3 separate regions of the Mus musculus genome follow, and all the other regions are linked to region 3. A link is a contact called in public promoter capture Hi-C data. All regions are on one chromosome and are shown on one strand. Each heading gives the region's core, a stretch centred on a gene start, on an enhancer-like site or on the middle of the called end of the contact. The rest is flanking DNA. Distances are from core to core; before and after follow the strand shown.

Region 1 (3,835 bases), core at 557-3,056, 250 kb after region 3:
CTCTTCTGAGCTGCCTGGCCATCTGTAGTCACACACACACACACACAACACACGCGTACACACACACACAATTATTTAATTGAAAGTATTTAATAAAGGTTTAAAATTTTTACTTAAAGAAAAATAAGAGCCAAGAATGGTGGTAACTATCCTTACTCCAAGCACTCATGAGACAGAAGCAGTAAAATCAGGGGTTCAAGAACAGTTTTAGTTGTGAAGAACGTTCAAAACCAGTCTGGGTTACAGGAGACCCTGTCTCAGAACCCTTACAACCACAAAGTTTCTATTAAAATCTAATTTGAACTTTAGAAAGGGTGAAGGAAGGGAACATTTTGATATTAATATATAAAAATAAATAGCTATGTGGATGTTTAGAACATAATTGTGTCGTTTACTCTCATTCTTAAGAGACAATGAAGTTATCTACAATAAAATGTCCTGTCAGAAAATGATACTTTCACATTTTTGTCTTCCTGTGCATGTTTCACTAATAAAGGTAACATACACTCTGTATTTGAAGTATCTTTTTCAAAAACTTACATTTCTTCATGTCTTTTAGAAAGGTGAATTTCTTGAGTAAACAAGGAAGCCATCTTTAATCAAAGCTGGGCTATAAGTTTTCTGCTAAATAATAAAAACATTTAGTTATCTTTACCCATGTGTTCAACTGTGCGATTTGGTTTTAGTACTGAAACAATACATTAATTCTCTCAAAAGAGAAAACTGACAATTTTATGTGTAATGTGAAAGAATGCACTCAAGCACATTTTTATTAATTTTTTTTTTTTTTTTTGCATTTGTCAAATTCACTCAAAACACCATGGATCAGGTAAACTCAAGACGCTTCATATCTGCTACCTCCACCCAAGCTCTAATCTTAAACAGAATTTCAACAAACAAACAGCCGGCACTAAGACTAATGGACATTTTAACAGAAAGAAAAAAAAAAACCTAAAAATTCAACACACACTCATAGACAGAAAGGCAAACACGTCTGAGGACCAACTGGGAACTCATGGTCTTGCCTTTAGCGGAAGACTGCTCAGTGCTACCATGACCCTTCCAAACAGGGGAAGTATTTTTACATGTGTAACTTAGGAAAAAGTCGATTAAGTCTGCCCGCCGCGTTCTAGCAAGTCAGCACTCGCGTTTGGAGACTTCCTATGGCACACTACACCAGGCACCACTCCCCTTGGCTAAAGTACTTGCACAAGTATAGATGGTGGGCTAATGACGTGCTCTGAACGCGCTAGGCTGAGCACACAAGCTAAAGGTGCCCCACCAAAGGGAGACACATCCAACACTGACATTCCGTGAAGGAGACTTCCCTAAACTTTCTGAAATTAAACGCCGCTCGCTCAGGATCGGATGGCGACCGGACGCCCGAGCTCTGGGTGCTCCGCACACTGCACAGGGGCCTGCCCGGCCCTTCAGCAGGCTCCTTCTCCGCCCAGGGCCCACCTCACGCCCGGCTTCCTCGCCTTCCTCCCGGCGAGGTTTGCAGCCGACCAGGGCAGCGTCCAGGCGCCCCTGGAAAGCCACTCCTGCCGCCTCTCTTCCTCTCCTTCGGGAGCAGTTCAAGAAAAACTCTGCCTTTTGAAGCGAGGAAGCGCCCAACGGCCACCCCAAGTCCCGCCTTTCGTCCCAGAAAACTCTGGAAAACCTTTCTGGTCACCTGGCTCCCCTCATTAGCTTCCTCCTCATCCCCCCCTTGCCTCAGGGGCTACGGGCTGTGACCACACTGCGCCCACCTCTGAGCTCTTCCGGGAACGCGCCATGGACGACGCCTGCGCAAGACCTGGGCGTGGTCAGGCAGCCATGTTTGCGTACTTTACGCTCCTGACGTCAGTCAGAGTCCCAGCTACTTGGCTTGGCTTGGCTCTGGCGCGGGTTCGAGCACCTCAGGGAGATGAGACTGTGGAAGATTCCCCAAAAGGGGCCTTAGAAACCTGGAAGAAGATGTGGTGATAGCTCAAGCTTTTAAAAAGTGGTCTCTGCATATGTTATAAAGTCTTCGGGGAGTACAGTTGGCTTCCTCCCTGTAACATATTCCTCCTTTGGAATGTTCCAGTGGGGGGGGGGGGGGGGGAAGGCGTGAGTGTTGTGGGGACTATCCAAAGACTTGTCATTAAGTTTGTTCATCCGAGGCCTGCAGAGCAGCCTCTAGGTCGCACACAGATCAACACAGCAAGTTCACAGCCTTGTGTTGTTTAGCCCACAGCACTCCTCCCATGTGCAGAAGTGTACCCTTACGCTTCATTTTATTCCTTGAAATAACTTTGTGAGCGAGTAGTTCTGTTTATTCTTTGCTTATAGATAGAGATATGGAAGAGTGATAAAGTCTTAACTAAGAGTTGCACAGCTGGTAAAGGGTAAACAGAACACATTTAAGTGAGTTTTTCCTCCTAGGTTACCTACATTAAATGTAGCACCGAATTTAGACACTTTGAACTCAGTGTGTCCTTTATTTTGAAAGCCTCTTTTCTACACACTTAGGTATCTTCACTTCTTTACTTCTAGGGCAAGGTCTCACTATGTAGACCTGGCTAGTCCTTTAAATCACAGGACATACCTCTGCCTCTCTGCCTCTCTGCCTCTCTGCCTCTCCCCCTCTCTGCCTCTCTGCCTCTGGTCCTGGGAGTAAAGGCATGGACTATGATACTTGGCTCTTCCTATCTTATAATGCTACTCTCTCAATAGAGGTATTATTTCATTCTCAGTGTGGGACTTCCCACTTCCCCAGCCACATTTTTTTTTTCCACAACAAAAGAACATTTTGTGTTTTGTAAAGTTCCCTTTAAATTTTGGTATGTGTTTGTGTGTGAGTGTGTGTGTGTGTGTGTGTTGGGATGGTATGCTACAATGTATATAGGTGTCCTCAAAGGGCAGAATAGAGATTTAGATCCCCTTGAGACTCTTTATTTGATTGTTGTGATGAGAACTCTTGTCCTCTGTAAGAACAGCCAGAACTCATAACTGCTGGATCCATCTCTCTCCAGCATCAAGAAAAATATTTTTGACTTTGGTTTCCTATTGTGCATTTTCTAACTGGATGAGTGAAATTTCTCCTGATTTTGAAGCACTGTAACCTGTGCTTGGCAGATCTGTTGTTAAACTGCTTCACACCCTCCCTCTTTAAAAATAGACCCTTGAATGGTTCTGTGTTCTGGGCTCTCCCATGAATAAAATAGCCTTTGCATAGTCACAAAGCATTCTTGTTTGTTTTATAGAATTTCAAAATAAATTTTAACTATTTTTGGACTATGTGAACAGACAATCTAACTATTAAAATGTTTTCATGTTTATTAAGACAAACTTTATGTACCCTCATGCTTTGGGCATGTTTGCATAGCAGTACAATTGGGAGAAACTACAAATTTTCCTCAGAGCCTCTCCTTTTTGAGTCATTGTCTGCCTTACTGTCAAACCAAGAGATAGTATATAAATTTTGCAATCTTTAGGAAAATAGTAACCAGGAATATATCACAGAAACTTAAAGATTATCTAGATATATTTTGATCATGTATAGTTACCCATAAAAGTTCTTCCTCTCAGCTTAAAGATTAGCTGTCATAACTCCTCTCATGACAAATCACATTTGTGATCCTTTCCATGAGACAACTAGCTGATGAGGACAAATCTCTGGCAACCGCATAGTGCATCAGTTCTTATAGCCTGCATTTTGTTAGTTAAATCTGGGTGTTTTTTAGAGTGAGATACTCCTGCCCTATACTGCAAATCACCATCATTGTCTAAATAGCAACTGGCCCATTGTGTGGTATTCTTCTGTACATGTGTAGTGAAGATAATGTTTCCTAGTGCTGATTCTTGCTTG
Region 2 (3,399 bases), core at 373-2,872, 180 kb after region 3:
ATGGACAGTTTTCCCTGGGATGGGTAGTAGTGGGCCGGGGATCAGATGGACACTCAGCTGCAAACGGAGAAGAGGGTTTGCCTTCACCGGCACTTTCCCCGGCTCCGCTGATGCTATATCTCTGGAGAAGGAATTGACTATCAAACCCTCAACCCTGTTTGCTCATATTATACCCACCGTAATCCTCTTAAACTGCCTTTGCGGCTACAAAGCTCTTGGTCTTGCAAAAGCCGGCTGGCAAGATATAATTGTCCGACGAACAAAAACAGCCAAAAGTTTTCAAAAACCCCATGCACAGCCCCTCTTTTCCCTAAACCTAATTCTCTCCTTCTCTAGCTAGCCCCCCCCCCCCCATAAGAACCCTCAGCCTCGACCACTTTTGTTGTCACCAAGAGCACCCGGCCTGTTGAAAGTGCTGGAGCTTCTTTGAGCAGTTTGTTGTGATACGCAGGTGGAATGGTCTGCAAACATGAATTCAGCCCCTCCAAACCCAGCGCCGAGCGCTCTGCTTTTGTGCGCCCGGCACAAAAACGCTGAATTCCTCCGAACTTACTTGGGGCCTGTCTAGAAAAGAGCCTTTTCTTCCCTCTGCTTGTACCTCTGGCCACACTAAGTCTTTGCCCGCCCCCCTTCAGACCCCCTCCTTCTCCCCTCTGATAATCCTTCTTTTTATTTTAGAAAAACACAAAACCCGGTTCCACGCGGTGCTTTAGTGGCTAAAAGTGAAAGAGCTGCCTTGGCAGAATTCAGCTCTATGAATCACTTCGGAAAATTGGTTCGACTGAATGGCCTTAGGAGGAAAAACGTTTTAATAGGATCCAGGGGAGGTTCTGCTGTTTCAATCTGCTCCTTAAACAGGTGGAGATTGGACCTTCTCAATTATACAAACAGTAAGTACCCAACAGCGGGAGAGCTGCCCTCCGAATCCTCCCCGCACGCAGCCCTAAACCAGGCGCAGAGCCTGCCTTTGCCTCTCAAACCCGATCACAAATCAGCAATTCGGATCGATTAGCTTCTCAAAGAGCCCTAGGCCTCTCAGGGCAAGAATCCCCCAGCCCTACTGAAAAAGTGGGCCAGAGAGCTGCAGGCGCACCCACCCTTCCCCAGGTCCCCAGGACCCCGGCACGCCGCCTGCCCTCCCGGACTCTTCGAGGTCGTCCTTAGGCGGCGGGGAGCTCTCTCTCGACCTCCGACGCCAGCCAAGGCGAGCTCGTTGCTTTTGCATAAATTAATATTTCCCCATTAACAAGTTCCCCCCTCCAAACGCGACGCCCGCGTCCATGCGCCACATCCTAATGAGGTAATTATCATTTGCGCGTGTTCGGGGCTGGCGCTGGCTCCGTAGGTAAATGGCAGTTTATTAGCACGGTGCCCAGTTCGGCTGCGCAGGGCTAAGGGATACTTTGGTGATTAGACGGACACCAGGGGCCCTTTGAGGTAGCGCGTCGGGGACACCCCGCCTTCCCCGCGTACCCTAAAACTGTAGGCCCCCCAAAGTTGTGAATCACCCAAGGAACTCTGCCTAGGTTTGGGTTTGGGCGGCCCCCACCTCCTTCCACCGGCAAAACCATCACGATTCTTCCCCCTCCCCCCTCCCTCTCTTCCCTCCTTCCCGATTCGCAAACCGCTCGCACTTTCCCGAAGGGAGCGCGGGCGCTAGTTGCCTCCTTTAAAGTTTGAGGGGCGGTGGCGGCGGCCGGCAGGCGCGGGGGAACGCAGGGTCCTCAACGGGAGTCGCGCCGCCGCCCATGTCATTCCACTTCAAGTGACTTCATGTGATGTCAGCTGAATGTAAAAGACAGTGATCTCACGCGGAGGGGAAGATGTTTGCCATCAAAATGTGACAGAAGAGACACGCTGCATGGCTCGGAACGCATCTCCTTGGCGGTGGGGGAAAGAGGTAAAAGCGAGGTGGTTCTTCCGGCCCTCTTTAACTTTGCTCTTTCAGTGCCCAGTTCCCAGCACGCGTGGCGAAGGCCTGGGTCCAGGGAAGGGCTGGGAGTGTTAATTTGAGACTCCTTTCTTCTACCCCTTCTCCTTTCCTTTGTACAGCCTCCCCCTTCTTCCCCCTTTCATAGTCCCAGGGCAATAGCTGGTGGGTTCCTTTGCGCGCCGGGTTAATGGGCGGTAATTTGGTACCCTTGGGTGCACTTTGTTCTGCTTCTGTTCATTTGAATGCAAATGGGTGACCGGGCCGACTAGGTGCTTATTAAATTGCGGTTTCCCCCCTGCCTTTTCCGGAATGCAGACTTAGAGGAGAGAGGCTGTGCCCTGGCCCAGCCTGGCCCAGCTTGGCGCGCCATGGCCAGCTCAGCTTCCCTGGAGACCATGGTGCCCCCGGCCTGCCCGCGCGCTGGAGCGTCACCGGCCACTTCTAAAACACTAGCTTTCTCTATCGAGCGCATCATGGCCAAGACGTCCGAGCCCCGAGCGCCTTTCGAGCCCCGGCCTGCTGCGTTAGAGGCAGACAGCAGCCAGAGCAAGAAACTGCTCAACCTCTGCTCGCCGCTGCCCTGTATGATCCCTCTCCAGCCTCTAGGCTACGAGGTGCCGTCCAAGACGCTGCTCAGTTACTCGGAGTTCTGGAAGAGCAGCCTCCGGGCGGGCGGCGGTGGAGGAGGAGGCAGCGGCGGGGGGGCCCCAGTGTGCGGCGCCAGCGGCTTGTGCAAAACCAACTGTGGCGTGTGCTGCAAGGCCGAACTGGGCCTCGCGCCTTCTGCGCTGCCCGCCGGCAGGGTCATCAAACCGCAGGTCATCAACCAGGCTGTGGGGCTGCCTGCCAGCGGCTCTCTCTACTACTTCAACTACCTGGACTCCACCGCTTACCCACCTTCGGAGCTCCTCGGAGGCCACCTTTTCCCATCCGGCCTCCTCAACGCACAGGCCCCCACTTCCCTGGCTGCTCACCCCAAGCTTTTTCTGCTGGAGAACGCCAAACTGGCCAGCCTGGCTGCGGACAAGTTCCCCCACCCAGCTTCCTATCCCCATAAGGAGCGCTTGCATGCGCCACTGGAGCAGGTGCTGAAGGAGAACTCGGCCTTGACAGCTGAACGAGGGGGAGTCAAGAGCCACAGCAAACTACCGGGGGGCTCTACTGACAGCAAACCCAAAAACTTCACCTGCGAAGTGTGCGGCAAGGTGAGGCCTACGGTTCTGGGGGGAGGGAGCTAGTAGCCCCTGACTTTCTTGGGCTGCCTTGTACACCTTTCTCTCAAGCAGAGGAGCTTCCCAATAGCTGCGCGCTCCGTTCGATGCTCAGTTGAGCCTCAGTTTCCTATTCTGTAAAATGGGGCTGTAAAATCGCCACACAGTTGACAAAAGGACTTGCTGGCTTCAGATGGGATGGTTGGTTAAGGGAGGTAAATTGTAGCCTCCGGGCCTGATTCTAGGCCCTTGGCA
Region 3 (3,657 bases), core at 839-3,338:
AGCACTCAGACTTCAGCCCTCTCAACTAAGGCTCTGATTCACTCGTCTGATTTCAAAGAACTTACCTATTTGGACTTTTCCCTGACCCAATACACACAGAGATGTTGGTAACTGCTGCCCTCTCCATTATAAGCCCCTTTCTAGAGAGGCCCATTGGACTTGCAAACTTTATATGCCCCAGTACAGGGGAATACCAGGGCCAAAAAGGGGGAGTGGGTGGGCAGGGGAGTGGGGGTGGGTGGATATGGGGGACTTTTGGTATAGCATTGGAAATGTAAATGAGTTAAATACCTAATAAAAATGGAAAAAAAAAGTAATAACATAAAAAAAAAATAAGCCCCTTTCTATTTTAAAAACGGCAGAAAATGAGCTAAAGTAGCAAAAGTCTGGTCACCTGTAAAATCAAACTTTGATCAAAGCCTAGGGAATCCCAGGAGCCAATCCTCACTTCTACCCAGAGGGCCACTGCTTGGCATAAACCAGGATGCTGCAAGCCCTGTGCCCATCACTCGTGACTATTAAACCTCTACTCTGCATTGCTTGTACTCTCTGACTTCAAAAATCACCTCTCAGGCTCTGGAGCACGTGGAGAACACGTGCCTAAAGTGTGCAAGAACTTGAGTCCAGTCCCAAAACTTGTCAAAATGAACACATTGGCAGTTTAGGGGGAAACCTGCATTTCACTGGGAATAGCTTTCTATTAATAAGATGTGACAGCTTTAAAAATGGAAAGTTCCCAAATCTCTGTCAGCTCCTTGGTGACCTCCAAGCATTCTGGGAAAACTAAGATGCATCTATAACTCAGGATAATACTCCAAGGATACTCTCCCCTCTTCTGAATCCTAAAGTAAATTGTCAGATCTTAAAGAAAAAACACTCCCAGTGAGCCAACTCAGGTTTGTCTAGTTTGTGTTGTTGTTGTTATTGTTGTTGTTGTTGTTGTTGTTGTTGTTGCTGCTGCTGCTGCTGTTGCTGTTGCTTTGGTTTGGGGGCTTGGGGGTGGGGTGGGGAGGTGGGAGTTGTTTTATTTTATTTTGTTTCTTTTTTTAACCAAGTCACACAGCCTCAGCCTGCAGGGCATGTCATCAGTAATTCCAGAAGAGGGCAGCAGCAGACAGCACTGCAGAGAGGAAGCCACTAAAACAGGGAAGAAAAAAGTGAAGGGCTCAGTAGTAGTAGAAGCATGCCTCTCAGTATCACATGCTTTGGCTGTTGTATTTATGTGGACCTCAAGTGCATATTGGCGCCTTTCTGGCTGACCTCACTGACAAACTCTACCCTGTCTGCTGTTGCCAGGTGAAAGAACTAATCCAAATCACCAGAGTAGAGATCTAGCAGTGTCTCCTGTCATTGTTTTGTGGTGAGGGCATCATGGAGGATTTTTTTTGTGGGTAGGATCAGCCACAGGTTGGAATGGCCTGGTACTATATGTGGAGAGACACTGTAAATCATGGAGAAGGGTGTCATGGATTAAACATATGTCCCCCATGTGTCAGACTCATTTAACAAATGCCTATTGCTTGTGAAACTGTAAATAGAACAAAAGTACTCCTTCAAAGGACTGGTCACCTACAGGGAAGTCCTCTTTGAGCTGAATGATGGAGCCAGATGCACAGGGACTACTTAGTTACGCACACCAATAGAGTGATTGCTGTATGGGCCTCTCACATGATGTGGGTACCTCAGTAACTACCCAGTAACAAGCTGATGCACAGGGATGAGGGGAGAGGAGGAGGAAGGGAGCACAACACAGACGAGAACTTTGAGGTTGGAAGATGACAGTTTACTGGACCTGGCCAGGAACCCAGCTTCTATGACCACTCCCATTTGCACTCCGACATCCATTGTAGGAGAAGGGGAAGTCTTGGGTGCTCTGCTTGTTATAAGAAACTAGATGGTGTTCTCTTATCAAAGTTCTCCTTCTGGTCTAGCCTGTGAGACAGTGCATTCTTCAGAATCCCAAACTGGGCAGGAAAATTCTCATGAGAAACCAACAGAGGGCAGCAGCAGACAAACCAGCCACGTGAATGCGCTCTTGCCTCTTACTCTGAACCTTCAGGACGCGGGACAGCGAAACCTATTGTAGAGCCTGAAAGCACCAGTTTCTCGTACTTGCCCTTAAAAAGAGACCAGTCTCACTGTGGAGGAGACTACAGCTGTCCCTGGCTGGGTTCAAAGTCTTAGAATTGTCTCTTTCAATAAAGGAAAGTAAGGGGTGAAGGATGTGGCAGTCCTTCACCGAGGCATTTGACATACGTGGATGACGGTAAATGTGCCTGTGAGCTTGGCTGGAAGCTGGGGGTAGGCCTGTTTTGCTACAGGCTCCTTGCCAATAGGCCAGATGTAGAAAAGGGAAGCATCGTCGCCAGTTCTGCATACACAGTGACAACAGGGTCCTGAAGGCAGGCCTGCAGCTTGGAGCACCACCCTGCACTGCCATGGAATGCCAATATCAGTAAAGTGAGGGCTGCCATGTAGGGCACCAGTGACAACGGCCATGCCATCGGGGCTTGGGGCTGCCTGGCTATGACTGGCACCTAGCAGTCGAGTGCTCATTGCTTGTGACAGCATGTCACTGTGGCACTTGTCTAAGATGGAGGGGGGACTCTACCAAGTCACTGCAAGTGCCCCCTCAATAGCAGCAAGTAGCCAGAAAACAAAACGAGAAGCTCAACACTGACAAAAGCAGCGCTTGTTGTATGTGAATGCAAGGTTGGGGGGGGGCATAGCTTTGTGTGAATTCAAGTGTATGAGAGGAGACCATATCTTTGTGTGAGTTCAAGTACAGCTTGTTATATGTGAATGTGGGGGGGGGGGATATAGCTTTGTGTGAGTTCAAGTGCATAAATGCCACAGAGCAGGTTAAAACCCAACCTTGGGCGTCAGTCTTTGATTACCACCATGTTTGGAGGCAGGATCTTTTGTTGCTCTTCACTGTGTATGGAAGTTTGGCCAGCCTGTGGGCTTCTGGGCATCTCCCATCTCTGCTTCTCTTCTCTCCATGGGGCATGGTGATTGCAGATTTGCACTACCCATTTTGGCTTTATGTGAGTTCTAGGGAAGTGAACACGGGTCCTCGTGCTTGCTTAGTGTCTTACCCACCAAGTCATCTTCCAAGCCTTTTAAACAACTGCAAAGAAAAGAATTTTTGTTCTCTAACTGCTGGCCAAGATTATATTGGGTAACACGTGTAGAACTGTTGCCATTCAGTCAGCCTTGTATCACAAAAGTGTGGCAATGTGTGTGTTTAACCCAGTTGGTGTTAAGAACAGCAATGTGGGCTGAGCTAGTGCACAGTGTAACCCCAGAACCCACAATATTGGGGAGGAGAATCAGAAAATCAAGGCCAACCTGAGACATAAGGAGACCTGTCTCAAAATAGTAGATAGGAGGCTGGAGAGACAGCCCAGAAACCACATCAAAAGGGACTTGCTGGCCAGCCAGCGCAGCTGTGATTTACAGGCTGATGAGAAGCACTGTCTCAAACAACAGGGTGGATGAACGTCACCTGAAACTAACCTCTAGCCTTCAAACACAGGTTCACATTCATGTAAATATACCCTCACCTCTGCCACATGCACAGGTTTACATGGGCACCCACATGAAATGCATACACTAGACAAAAATACAAGTCAAACAACCATAAAGATAGAAACA

Evidence for each region. Promoter capture Hi-C pulls out the DNA fragments that hold promoters and counts their contacts.
Region 1: a promoter capture Hi-C map of neural stem cells shows a contact between it and region 3. The contact joins the promoter of 3830406C13Rik here to the enhancer-like site in region 3. A contact is called at or near these places in 9 of 39 promoter capture datasets (the 3T3-L1 cell line, 3T3-L1-derived adipocytes, cranial neural crest and 6 more), 1 of 15 datasets of contacts at CTCF or cohesin (embryonic stem cells), 16 of 484 Hi-C or Micro-C datasets (the N1E-115 cell line, the Patski cell line, cerebellar granule neurons and 12 more), 10 of 115 datasets of contacts at active chromatin or transcription factors (T-cell acute lymphoblastic leukemia, bone marrow-derived macrophages, embryonic basal ganglia and 3 more) and 2 of 9 other capture datasets (adipose tissue and pancreatic islet).
Region 2: a promoter capture Hi-C map of neural stem cells shows a contact between it and region 3. The contact joins the promoter of Fezf2 here to the enhancer-like site in region 3. A contact is called at or near these places in 8 of 39 promoter capture datasets (cranial neural crest, embryonic stem cells, frontonasal cranial neural crest and 3 more), 1 of 15 datasets of contacts at CTCF or cohesin (stem cell-derived epiblast-like cells), 20 of 484 Hi-C or Micro-C datasets (bone marrow-derived macrophages, cerebral cortex, embryonic cerebral cortex and 5 more), 17 of 115 datasets of contacts at active chromatin or transcription factors (astrocytes, bone marrow-derived macrophages, craniofacial prominence and 8 more) and 4 of 9 other capture datasets (adipose tissue, embryonic stem cells, embryonic tail and 1 more).

Annotation. Positions count from the first base shown.
Region 1 is chr14:12,282,174-12,286,008 of GRCm38.p6, reverse strand. It overlaps 3830406C13Rik (RIKEN cDNA 3830406C13 gene), which reads right to left and starts at 1,806. Exons shown (of 5, transcript NM_178141.3): 1 at 1,752-1,806; 2 at 541-624. The coding sequence starts at 593.
Region 2 is chr14:12,344,088-12,347,486 of GRCm38.p6, reverse strand. It overlaps Fezf2 (Fez family zinc finger 2), which reads left to right and starts at 1,622. Exons shown (of 5, transcript NM_080433.3): 1 at 1,622-1,900; 2 at 2,249-3,138. The coding sequence starts at 2,302.
Region 3 is chr14:12,528,797-12,532,453 of GRCm38.p6, reverse strand. All of the region lies in intron 9 of Cadps (Ca2+-dependent secretion activator), which reads left to right. Among named protein-coding and RNA genes, the nearest start is that of Fezf2, 180 kb to the right of the region's middle. Within about 2 kb of position 2,088, at least 24 of the 459 cell types and tissues checked have an H3K27ac peak or open chromatin away from gene starts, as enhancers often do. A contact at or near this core is called in craniofacial prominence, embryonic cerebral cortex, embryonic tail and 1 more, where this site is marked.